Linked DNA regions of Cricetulus griseus: region 1 is linked to region 2. The links are chromatin contacts, called in public Hi-C maps. All regions are on one chromosome and are shown on one strand. The core of a region is the stretch at or near the end of the contact, and the rest is flanking DNA. Distances in the headings are between cores, read along the strand shown. Region 1 has its middle 8.9 kb from the start of Limk1. Region 2 overlaps Eif4h (eukaryotic translation initiation factor 4H).

The links. Hi-C and Micro-C count contacts between places; a contact is called where the count stands out from the background.
Region 1: a contact with region 2 is called in a Hi-C map of fibroblasts, with 2.5 times the contacts expected there. The contact joins two enhancer-like sites. A contact is called at or near these places in 2 of 8 Hi-C or Micro-C datasets (the CHK-Q cell line and fibroblasts).

Annotation. Positions count from the first base shown.
Region 1 is chr4:113,784,592-113,787,406 of CriGri-PICRH-1.0, forward strand. No RefSeq gene overlaps it. Among named protein-coding and RNA genes, the nearest start is that of Limk1, 8.9 kb to the left of the region's middle. Within about 2 kb of position 1,285, at least 2 of the 6 cell types and tissues checked have open chromatin away from gene starts, as enhancers often do. A contact at or near this core is called in fibroblasts, where this site is marked.
Region 2 is chr4:113,712,739-113,715,862 of CriGri-PICRH-1.0, forward strand. It overlaps Eif4h (eukaryotic translation initiation factor 4H), which reads right to left. Exons shown (of 6, transcript XM_027416150.2): 3 at 1,660-1,724; 4 at 1,459-1,555. Among named protein-coding and RNA genes, the nearest start is that of Lat2, 11 kb to the left of the region's middle. Within about 2 kb of position 1,348, at least 1 of the 6 cell types and tissues checked has open chromatin away from gene starts, as enhancers often do. A contact at or near this core is called in fibroblasts, where this site is marked.

The sequences.
Region 1 (2,815 bases), core at 35-2,534, 72 kb after region 2:
AGAATCAACCAGGGAAGCTATGGGGAGGCAGTCAGCTGGAGTTCCCAATAAAGAGAGTCCTGGGTAGAGCAGAGCATCCCCTTGGGTGACACTTCCAAGGAAAAGAACAAATAACAACAGCTAAAGATAAAAAGATGATAAAATCACAAGTCATGGCATCCAGCAGGAACCATTGGGTGAAGTTGAGGCAGTGATTGGGAACGAGTCCCCGTTGGCCCTTCATCCCACAGCTGAGTTTCCCATGACTGAATATCCAGCTTGTCTCTCTCCCACTGCAGAGACCTTTATAGTTTCTATCATAGGGTGAGCACTAGAGACCTCTGTTGGAAAAAGGTCACCTTTCAGATGTTCTCTAGCACCAGATATTTTTAGTCTTGGCTGGTTTTCATGTTCCCTTCCTGTCACAGAGTTGGGGGGGCATGGGGTCTTGGAGGACACTTGACATAAATATGTTTGGGTGTCAAGTTGGGGAGCAACCCCACTTTCAGAACCAGTTTATCATTGAACTCAAATAACACATGGCAATTTACAGATACAATAGACATTACAACATGACAGACCTAGTCACCAAGGAGACATCTGTTGGGACCCAGCCCCCACGGGGTCTCTAAGAGTTGTTTTCCACCATAACCATGGGTACCTCCTGTTTTCCTGACCTCACCCCACTAGCATCAGTATCCTATTGTGAAACCTTTGACCTGGGGTTTTTGTAAATTTGTATATAAGGCTGCTCCACAATAAAGGTGAGAGACATTGTCTCAGAAAGTGGACCAGGCGTCTTGTTGTTCATCCAAATCTCCAGGCTTTCGCCCGATACTTGGACTTAGTAGTTGCCAAGAGCAGCCACAGACATGTCACTCATATCATATAAAGGAAGATGTACCTCCCAGAGCCCTTCTAAAAATATTCTACTTTTCAACAATTCAGTCTTGGTTTCAGTTTTATTACTCATTTCAGGTACAGGCAACTGCAGCAAGGGGGAGCAACTGCACCCCCAATACAGAGAGAGCTACTGTGATTGCCCCCACAGATACTCTACTATCTGTTAGCTCTTCCTACCTCAGTTGCCTGTCTTATCACCCACCCATAGCAGGGACCACATAGCTAACACATCTTTATTCCCATGGGCCTGTCCCTGTTGGAGCTAATTGTGTTTCGTGCTTTCTTCTCGATAGACCTGTATAAATATCCTTTTACTCCTGAGACAGGGTAGTGATGACAGACCAAAGAAATGATTTCACCCAAGTCTGGCTTGAACTAGAGAATTCACGGGGTCACTTATAGGAACGTGGATGACTCAGGCAGCTGTTCCACTGATTAGGCAACCCTGCTGTGGGTGACAACTCATGAAAGCTATGTGACTGGAATTCCTAGATGATTTGCAGGTGCTCCACCACAGTTCCCTTTACTCCTAGTAAAACAGCCACTATCTTCAGGAGATCAGCTCTGTCTGCTTACGGGCGTCCTTTTGACCCTCATACGACAGTCCAGTGGCTCTTCCCAGAATCTGTATACAATTCTGTTCTAATTACCCAAGACTTTGGAGTATCTAGAAGTGGTAGGGTGAACAAGCTGAGGAAAGTTAATTGAGAGAGGCTCCATTTAATTAATGATGTGGAGGCCATCATTTGTTTTTGGGTGTAGACTTCCCAGTATGGCTGCTTTGGGATCAGCCATACTCCTGTCAATAACCCCTGTTGATACTCTGTAAGTAAGCCCCATACATTCATTGGTTCCCCAGGGTAAATTTTGGTGAAATTGCACTTTGGTTTGTCATTGGGATTTTTTTTGGGGAGGGAGTAGACATTTAAATCTCCTGGGGAGGGAAGGAATTCTCCCAGCACTCCCTTCTCCTCCTAGGACGGAATGTTTCAAATTTGAGGAAATAATTGTAGGCTAGGTCATGTCTATGAGACTTTTGATGGAGATGTTAGAACTGGCCTTGAAATCAGGAATAGTCACACATGATTTTAATCCTTGGAGTTGAGACAATAGGATTGTGAGCTTGAGGCAATCTTGGGTTATGGAAGGAGACCTTGTCACGAATAAACAAAGAACTGAACTTGGGTATGCAAGTCATACTGGGCTCATACTAACCATAACAATTTGATAGTTAATCATTAAGATACATGGTATTCTCTCTCTCTCTCTCTCTCTCTCTCTCTCTCTCTCTCTCTCTCTCTGTGTCTCTCTGTCTCTCTCCTTCATTTTTCTTTTCTTCTTCTTCATTATTATATTATTATTATTATTATTATTATTATTATTATTTTGGTTTTTCAAGGCAGGATTTCTCTGTGTAGCTCTGGCTGTCCTGGAACTTGCTTTGTAGAGCAGGCTGTCCTCAAACTCATAGAGATCCACCTGCCTCTGCCTCCTGATTGCTGGGATTACAGGTGTGTGCCACCATCACTTGGCTGGTATTAATTTTCTTATCACAGCATGTGAGAGTCAGTTCCCTCCTTCTACCATGTGGGTTCAGGGATTTGAACTTGTATTGTCAGGCTGCACAGCAATTTCATTAAGCTGATGAGCCAGCTTGCTGGCCCCTATGTGGCACTTAATGCCATGAGTTGGTCTGGGGATGTAGCTCAGTGGTGGAGCATTGCCTCGTATGTATGATGTCCAAGGTTTAATTCCCAGTACCATGAAAAAAAAACTATCAAGCCAGCTACGAGAAACCAAGGCATGGAATCCTAGGTCTTGAGGTTGGGCCTTGCCAATGGGGGCAAAGGATATCAAACTAGCAAATAATTGTTTTTCTTCTGATTGAGGTAATGGAAGAATGCATGGATAGATGGATCTTCTTTGCCACTTT
Region 2 (3,124 bases), core at 98-2,597:
GAAAAAACAGAACCTATTTACCATGAAGGGTCTGGCCATCAGGATTCTCAGCACTGAGGTTTCCTGGACACCTTTGGAATTTTATGTTATGCTATTTCTAGAAACACTGCTAGTTCTTTTTGTGCCACCCGTGAAACCACAGGAGCTGCCCTAGCTATAGCCCCAGTAACAGGCTCAGGGGAGTCTCTCCACCTTTTGTAGTCTCACTGGAGAAGGAGTTAAGTCTGTCTAGGCTGGACACTCCCGAGAAGCAAAGATACAAACAAAAAATACTGATACCAGAGTTGAAGTCATCTCGGGAATCCCATCCACCTCTAGATTCTCGAGAGCCACCCATTCCTAAGGACACACACAAAAAAGATAAAGTTGAGGTCTTGCTGGTTTTTTTTTTTTTTTTTTGGTTACCATGACACAATCATTTAAAAAGAGGGAACCTCAATTGAGAAACTGTCTCCATTAGATTGACATGTGAGAATGTCTGAGAAGACATTTTCTTGATTAATGATTGACATGGGCTTTAAAAAAAAAATGAAAATTCTGGGGGCTGGAAAGATGGCTCAGAGGTTAAGAGCACTGACTATTCTTCCAGAGGTCCTGAGTTCAATTCCCAGCAATTCCTGAGATCTGGTGCCCTCTTCTGGTGTGCAGATATACATGGAAACAGAATGTTATGTACATAATAAATAAAATCTTTAAAGAAAAAAATTATATATATAAAAAGGAAAATGCCTCTGTAAAATTGGGCTATAGGCGGGCGTTGGTGGCGCATGCCTTTAATCACAGCACTCGGGAGGTAGAGGCAGGCGGATCTCTGTGAGTTCGAGGCCAGTCTGGTCTACAAGAGCAAGTGCCAGAGCAGCCTCCAAAGCCATAGAGAAACCCTATGTCGAAAAACAAAAACAAACAAACAAAAAGGCTATACACAAGCCTGTAGAGTATTCATAATTAGTGATTAATGTGGGTGGTGCCACCCCGGGTTAGAAGAAAAAGCAGGCTGAGCAAGCAATACAGTAAGCAGCACCCCTCCATGGCTTCTGCAACAGCTCCTGCCTCCAGGTTCCTGGCCTGACTTCCTTCAATGAAACAATGATGTGGAAGTTTTTTCTTTTTATGTTTTTTCGAGACAGGATTTCTCTGTAGCTTTGGAGCCTGTCCTGGAACTCGCTCTGTAGACCAGGCCAGCTTCAAACAGAGATCCACCTGCCTTTACTGGGATTAAAGGCCACCAACACCCGGCTGTGATGTGGAAGTTTAAGGAAATAAACCCTTTCCCAAGTTGCTTTCGATCATGGTGTTTCATCTCAGCAAGAGAAACCCTAAGCCACTGCCAAACTGTTACAACACCTAAGCTCTCAGGGACTCATCACGCCTGAGTCACTGCTCAGTAAATGATGCACAGCAGCGGCAAGCAGTATGTACATACAGCAAATTGCGCCTACTTTTAAAACAGCTAATCACCTCTGTCATCGGGTCCGCCTTTCCTGAATCCAAAGCCACCTTTATCTTGTTTTCTGCCTTCTGCAATGTCCACACGAAGTGACCGGTCACCCAAGAGCTAAGGACAGGGGAAAACACTTGAGATATATATATATATATATATATCAACAGGAACACACACCTCAGGCTGCTGCTTGGGCAAGGGAAGTTGAGAGTACTTACTGCACCGTCGTACGTCAGAGCCTCCTTCAGGGAGTCTACCTCATCAAATTCGACATAGCAGAACCCTACAAGAGAAGAGAATCACCTTGTACACACATCCTGGACTCCAGCCAGGCCCGCTGGAGTCCCATTAGCATCACTAGACACCATAGCCTGTAGCGTTGTGCCATCTGGGTGACAGTTGATCCCAGAATATGCTAGTATACTTCCCTCCAAGATAAGGTTTCATGTAGCCCAGAATGGCCTCAAACTTGCTACATAAGTAACTACAGAAAACGAACTCCCTCCTGCCTCCACATCTCAAGTGCTGGGATTATAGGCATATACCACCATGCCTGGTTCATGTCATGTTAGACATAGAACCCACGGCTAGGCACACACTAGGCAAGCACTCTATCTACTAGCTAGGCCTCATTCCAGGCCCTTAATTATAGTCCATCAGTAGAAAATGCTAACCTAACAGGCAGTGAAACAGCCATGGTGTTATTTTTACAATGCTTCCCCTTCTTACATTTACTTTTCTTTTTGCAGTGTTGGGGTGGAATGCAGAGTCTCATGTATGTTAGGGGAGTGTTCTGCCATAGATGCATGTCCTCAGCCCTCTGCTTATGTGCTTTAACTACAATCGCTAAAACCACTGCAGAGCTGTCTGGCTTCTGGGTAATGTAATCTAATTTGGAGGCAGACTTCAGATTCAAATTAATACCTAAATGTTTTGAAGGAAGGAGTTCACAGTGCCTACTAAATTCCTACCCTTTGCTTCAAAGCTAAAAAAAATATCCTTAGCAACAGATCAAACTTTCTGATGTCCCAGATGACTCTCCAGTGATGTCTAAATCTGGATTAAGTACTGCTCACACCCATGTCCCCACATCCCTTCTCATAGGTCACTCTGTAAAAACCAGACCCCACTTGGAAGCACTAAACGGTGCTGGGAAGATTTGCTCTAGCTGCTGCTGTTCACTATTTGTTAGAGAACACAAACCTGCAGAAAGCTAAGGAGAGTTTTCTTCCCTAAATGGATTCATGGAAGGCAACTGGAAGAGGGATTTCCAAGTTCAAGGAAGCAATGACAGCAGTCACACACCTCAACCTCTAGAGCTCTAACTCAACACAATGTTCCAAAAGACAGGCCCCAATACTGATACAGCTTGAAGCTACACTGACCTATAACCCTTATGCAAACTTGGTTTGCTAGTGCTTGTTAGCATGCAGCCAGAGATTCCCTAACACCTGTGTTTACTACATGTTATACACCATGCCCAGCTACTGGGTATGAAGCAAAGCCTATGTAAAACCACACTCACCTGCTTTTTGCACCCGCTGGGCTTCCACCCTGTAGTTCTCTTGGATGCACAGAGTAAGCTGAATGAACCGAGGACCATGTACTTAGGCCTGGGAGGCAGGACATGCTTACCCATCTTTTCCATCCTGGGTCCATTCAGACACCACTGTGCAAACATTA